Regions from separate parts of the Columba livia genome. Here region 1 is linked to region 2. Evidence: chromatin contacts called from public Hi-C data. All regions are on one chromosome and are shown on one strand. The core of a region is the stretch at or near the end of the contact, and the rest is flanking DNA. Distances in the headings are between cores, read along the strand shown. Region 1 holds the start of THUMPD2 (THUMP domain containing 2). Region 2 overlaps MAP4K3 (mitogen-activated protein kinase kinase kinase kinase 3).

Region 1 (3,347 bases), core at 667-3,166, 64 kb after region 2:
AGACCCAAAATGTGTCTTTCAGCTGCTGAGAAAGGATTCGTCAACACCATTCACCAGGGAGGAAGAATTCCCATCAACATTCAGGGCTCTTGCAGTGGTGGTTTCATTTGTGCCATCAGAAATGGTGTGAGGAGAGTCCTTTCCAGCACACTTGGTAATGCCATCCATGCACTGACAGAGATCTTGGGTCAGCAGCAATACAATAGTGCCTCCAACACAAAGTACTCTGGCAATTGCAGGAATAATAAAGGTTAGGTGTTCATCCTGCCTAGCATTCATTCTTCTGTGCAGAAGTCAACACGGATGACACTTCAGGTGCCAGTTGCACCGGATAAAACACCTAAGCACGTTAAAGGGCATGGCTCAACTCAGTAAGCTACATCTCCAAATGGAACTGAAACTCCCTGTCTTTATGACTCTTCCTAAATGGGAGAACTAGGCCCTGTCCTGACTTCCAGACATTTCTGACCTTGGGAGTTCTTTCTACTGGGTTAGCAGGGAAGATGGACTCAGTATTTTTCCCTTCACATGAGCCTCCACCAGCCTGCAAAGGAACAGCTTCCCAGGGCAGCAAGAGCTTCTCAGGTTGGTAAGGCAATTCTGAAGCTGGAATTTGGAACTGTTAAAAGGTCTGTCCTTTCTGTGCTCCACTGATCCTTAATGGCTTTCAAACTCAGGAAACAGAGGAAAATTAACTACTGTTTGTAATCTTGTCTTTTTCTTTTTTTTTTTTTTTTTTTTTTTTTTTTGAGTACCTGAGGAAACATTACACTTGGCATTGAAAGAGGCAAAAGGGACTATTCTTGCTCTGTTCACAGCAAGTGGACTGAAAAGTCCTATTGGTGGGGCTCCCATGGTAATGGTCCCTTCCTCACCTCCACTATCCCAAGGAAATATTTTGCTTAGGATGGCCCAACAGAGCAAATGAGACCAGAAGACAAGCATGGCCAGCAGGAGAGACGGTCAATGTAAAACGACATAAGATTGCCTTGCCAGTTTGTGGAGCTACCTCACCTTCCTCACCATCATCCCATCACATTCCTGCATTGGGTGAGCAAGGTCAACATCCACTGAAGACCAACCCTATAGAACGGCCTTGTTTTCAGCCAAGAAATGAAATAAAGGGGCAGATGGTTTGAACTGTCGGTTAGAAGCAGCTCACTATTAACTTGGCTCAACTCTGCCATAAAATGACAGGGTGAGAGATGAAAGGAGACATCTAAAAGCAGACCAGGTGGCTAGCTGGATATCCCAGTACACACTAACAGAAAGGAAAATGCATAACACATTTTCAGGTCTGAGATCCTTCCTGCCAAGGCAGGATGGTAAAAGCTTGGTTGCGAACCCAAAGGGAAAGCCTACAAGCAGAAAGGATTATTGCCTTATTTACTTGGCCACGCTTTAAGTCTTTCTAGGTCATCCTCTCCTCTTTCTCCTTTCTGTCACCATCACACCTTGTAAAGAATATTCAGGAGTGTGGCTCACACAGCAAGCTCGTTCCTTGTCAGCTTGCACTGCCATCAGCACTTCCACAGCTTGCAAGACAAACCACAACAGCCTTTAAGAGACAAGTGAAGGACTCAGACTTTCACAGCCTGCACAGAGTCAGATTACAGAGCTGGAGAATGTTTAGAATAAACCAAACCTAAAGCTGACTGAATGCTGAATATCACAAACCATCACGACATTTACAGCAAACCCCAAGCATGTCAAAGGCCACATGTACCTCTCCATTTCCTGGAGAATATCTGGAAGGAGCTGTATGTCTTTTGTGATCTTGAACGCCTTCCCAAATACAATATCCGAAATCACAGCATCAAAGCTTTCTGAAGGCAATGGCAGTGCTGCAGAATAAAGGCAGGTCTGACTATCAGAAAAATGAACAGCAGCTATGCCCCCACTCACCTTACAAAACGGTCAGCTCTTCTGCAGATTGTGCACCCAGATTCATGGCTTCTTCTGTACTTATCCTCACAAACAGCACTATGAGGACATCAACACAATGCAGACTGCGAAGAGACAAATGCATGAGCACACAGTTTACCTTGCAGATACCCCATTACTGGTGATGTTTATTACTGGTGGTATGAGAGTAAGACACTCCGAACAGGGGACTGCATGGTTCCAAAATAACTGCTGCTTCTCAACACGCAGTACATCTTTACAAGCAAAATGCAAGAGCTAAGCTTGCCAGCACTTCACTTAGCACAGATATTCAGGTACACATGCGGCGAAGAGATGATGCATACAGACACGCATATGGAGATGCAGACAGAGACACAGACACAGAATTCTTGTTAGCAGTGAGAGCAGAGATAGGCAGAGCTATGCCTAGCGGAGATGAACCTTCTTTCATTAGCCTTTTTCCATTTATAGCTTTACAGATATGGGCCTGGACCAAGAGGTTAAACAGAAAGTTTTTCAAAAAATGTTATTCCAAACACACACACACAGGCCCAGCACTCACACACCATACATCCTGGGGCGGTGTTCAGGCTCAAGAGACCATTGTCACTGGCCTGGGCTATCACTCCTTCACAAACACACAATCCTGTGTAACCTGTCCAGGCCGCCTTGTTTTGACTGACTGTTGTGATTTAATCATGTTAGAATTAGTCTACTTTGACCGTCCAGATGGTCATGTTAGTATTGATCTTACTTTACAATCTGGGTGGCTGGAGCCATACATCCTGCCGTTCCCACATACACACATACGAATTGCAAGGAACCACATGTTAAATTTCCCAATAATCTGGTTTCAGCCAGAATCACTTGGATTCTGCTGGAGCTAGTGTCCTTGAAATACCTCCCCTCAGTTTTTGTATCCTGGGAATAGTAATTTCTCTTGACCATGAGGCAGCACTGCACCCCTGTGGTGACAAAGGCAGCCACATACCAGGCTGTGCTGGCCAGAGTGTAGCCAGCATGTGAAACGGGTGAGACCATGGGTTCTCCATCACTCAAAATGCTCAAAACACAACTGGATGAAGCCATGAACAACCTGACCCAGCTTTGAAGACAGCCCCACTCCCAGCAGATGACAGGATTAAAGACCTTCAGCGATCCCTTCCCACATAAACTGTTGGAAAGTAAAATGTGGGAAAGCAAGATGTGTGGTCCCAGCCACCTGGACGATAAAGGAAGATCAATAATAACATGACCATCCGGATGGTCAAAGACATAATACTAACATAATAATATATAAAAGGCCTTGGACAGATTACTTTGAAGTATCTTTCTCTTAATTGTAAAAAGTTACAGCCCAGACTTGTGAGAATGGTATCTCGCGCTGGATAACTGCCCCCAAGTGTCTGGGATGTGTGAATGTCCTTGGGCCTGGTCTGTAA
Region 2 (2,890 bases), core at 173-2,672:
CACTACATTTTTTAACTATCCAATTTATTCCTTCTAAACTATCAGAAGTGCAATGAGTCAGCAACAGCACTTTCACACTGACAAATACCCTACAGTGCAAGACTTCATGCAGATTTGCAACTAAAGGCTACAAACGTATAGATCAACCCCCTGGTTATACTCCTGATTTAAAACTTGCCTCAAGTCTTCAAGTCACGGCTCAAGAGAGAAAACCATCAGTATAGTCATTTAGACACTTCTGTACTTGCTTATTAAAAGTGCCCTTTTTTTCTGGGCAAAAAAAATCCCCCCCACTTACCTTTGGTGGTAAAGGAGGTGGCACTTTAGGTTTCATAGTAGCACTAGAAAGGAAAGAGACAAAAAAGACTGTTATTCAGTGTAGTTCTTCGAAACTCATATTGCGGTATCCATGAGAATATAGGATTTTATAAATGCCATGCAAATAAACAGCATTAACTTGTCAACAGCACTATTATATCCACATAATTGCATCACTAATACTTTCAAACATTTTGTTATTGCTGTGCATAACATAGATACCACCCAAAAACCCGAGCATCACAGACCCTCCCTAGAGAGCACAAAATGACAAGAACTGATTTGTTGAAAGTACACATATTTGTGCAGAAAAAAAAGTAGGGAGATGCAGAGCAGGCCTGATACGTTCTGTTGAGAGGAGGAAGGTTTAGGATATCAGTGAGCTTTTCTGAAGGGCCATCTGTAGCTATACAGGGCAAACGGGAGTTACAGGAAAACTGCAGAAAACCATTCCTTGATAAATTTACCACTGACTTTTTCAGAACAGCCTTATTCATGAAAGCAAAATCCACCTGCAATGGACAGCTAGCCTACTGTCTGAGTTGGTTTGTGTTGGTGTGTGTTTTTGTTATTGGGTTTTGTTTCTTTCATAAGTTTCATTTTTTGACAGAAATCTTGGTAAATACAACGTTTTAACACAAGAGCAATTCAACAGCTTGGCTCGATAGTGCAAGATATCAGCAGGAAACAATAAAGATGAAGCATCAGGAGCATTCCTTCTCTGCTGGTTGTAAAGAAAATCCTAAATTCCTACTTTTTTATGCTTTTAAAAGTCTTACAGTGTCCTGTTTCCTAATCTTTTGGAACAGAAAATTATTTCCATTAAACAGATTCGGAATATAGCTGGGAAAACTTGACATTCTTGCACAGTGTTTTCCTTATTTCTAAATTATGTTCCAAAGATTTGGGAAAACATCCAAGTATTAAGATATTTGCTTGCTTATTTACAGATCAACAACTTGGCTGCTTTGCTTCATTCTTTTCAGGAGTTACTGTCCTGGCATCTTATCAGTTGCTTTTACTTCAGAGAAGCTAGAAGGGAACTTCTGAGAACGGGTTACTCCACGTAATGCACTTCAGCTATTATGATGGTAGAAATTATATTCTTTTTATAACATGGGACCAAGCTTAAGTCCTCAGTCATGTGTGTCCAAGCTCCATTGCTATTTTCTTTCATATTCTTCCCTGTATCTCAGACATCACAGTGTTATTGAGCAGCCAAAGGTAAAAATCAAACCAACCAAACAAACAAAAAAAAAAAAACAACAAAAAACCCAAAGCAAAACAAAACAAATACCACAAAAAAACCCACACCACAGTATTTGGCATAAATGTGACAGTGTTTGTACAAAGGACTGTGTGCTCTGGTTTTAAGAGCAAGGTTTCTGTGCAGTTTGTCATTGCTGATTGCACGGGGCAGTGCCACAATAATTTCTGCTTGCCCAGCTTCCATAACTAGGAAGTTCAAGTATTGTCAGCTTTGCTGCAAATGAAAGAAAAAGAAATATCAAAACAACTAAAATTGTTAAATGAAGAGAGATAATTTTATATCGTTCCCTGAAGTGTGTGGATTCTCTTCTATGAATCACCCAGCTTCAGAGTCACGCAGCAGCACCAGCGTGGACTGGAAGGCACACAGTGGCTTCATTGTTTTCATTTTGAATCTGAAGGGAGAAGTGACTGATGTCACATGTGCTCTTCAATTGCAGCTTCACCGCTCAGAATATAAACCAAATGAGAGCCTTGAATCTTCAGGGGGGTACAGAGAAAGATATCCAAGACCAAGCTGATGAACCAACATATCGCAGCAGAGCTTTGGGCTCAAGCAGATACTAAGAGGAAAGGCGCAGATACACAACCTGTCTGATCCAAGGCTGAGGCATTCAAGGCTAATTCCTGCGCTTATAGGAAATCGCCAGGCCCTCTCTGTAGGGCAAGAGTACCTAGGATGGAATACAGGAAGAAGCAAAGAACATCAGGACTTTTTTGGAAGACTATTGGTGACTGTTCTTAGGGTCAAATGAACTGGAACCTCCCTGGAAGCTATCAGGTTCTTTCTTGCTTAACGTGAAAAAGAAAATCCACAGAAACGTGACAGTGACAGAAGCAGCTAAAGCCAACACTGTTTGAAAGTCTTCACGGAGTTTGCACAAGCAACAAGGATCTCGAAACACTGGACAAAAAATCAGCACAAGCACTTCAAGACAGCAGGGATCAAGGGGTTCCAAGCCCTGGAACATTACCAAAGTTAATGATATTGGCTGCAAACAAAGCAAGAAGCGGAGGAAGAAAGAACAAGATTAAGCAAAACTGGACAGACTCAGAGTTATATATAAAAAACGTGCAGAGATCAGTACGGATGGAGGAACCAAGTTGAGCTGGCTTGCAGCAGCACAGATGTCCAGAGCATCTTCACTGATGGCCAGAGTGGGGCTGGCAGTATGGAGCTATAGGGACCACTGCATCCTACAGTGCAGGAAACCTGAGTTATCTTTACCAAGGTCTATCCAGCTGGGAGCAAAGTGGGTTCTCAGCTTGGGCCAAATGCAGGGGAGCTGATCGAGGAGGAGCA

The links. A called contact is a pair of places that touch in the nucleus more often than the background predicts.
Region 1: a Hi-C map of liver shows a contact between it and region 2, with 5 times the contacts expected there. The contact joins the promoter of THUMPD2 here to the enhancer-like site in region 2. A contact is called at or near these places in 2 of 2 Hi-C or Micro-C datasets (crop and liver).

The regions. Positions count from the first base shown.
Region 1 is chr3:110,898,103-110,901,449 of bColLiv1.pat.W.v2, forward strand. THUMPD2 (THUMP domain containing 2) reads right to left here and starts at 1,917. Exons shown (of 2, transcript XM_065059539.1): 1 at 1,634-1,917. The coding sequence starts at 1,917.
Region 2 is chr3:110,834,574-110,837,463 of bColLiv1.pat.W.v2, forward strand. It overlaps MAP4K3 (mitogen-activated protein kinase kinase kinase kinase 3), which reads right to left. Exons shown (of 34, transcript XM_065059103.1): 19 at 2,178-2,261; 20 at 299-341. Among named protein-coding and RNA genes, the nearest start is that of SOS1, 37 kb to the left of the region's middle. Within about 2 kb of position 1,423, at least 1 of the 3 cell types and tissues checked has an H3K27ac peak away from gene starts, as active enhancers do.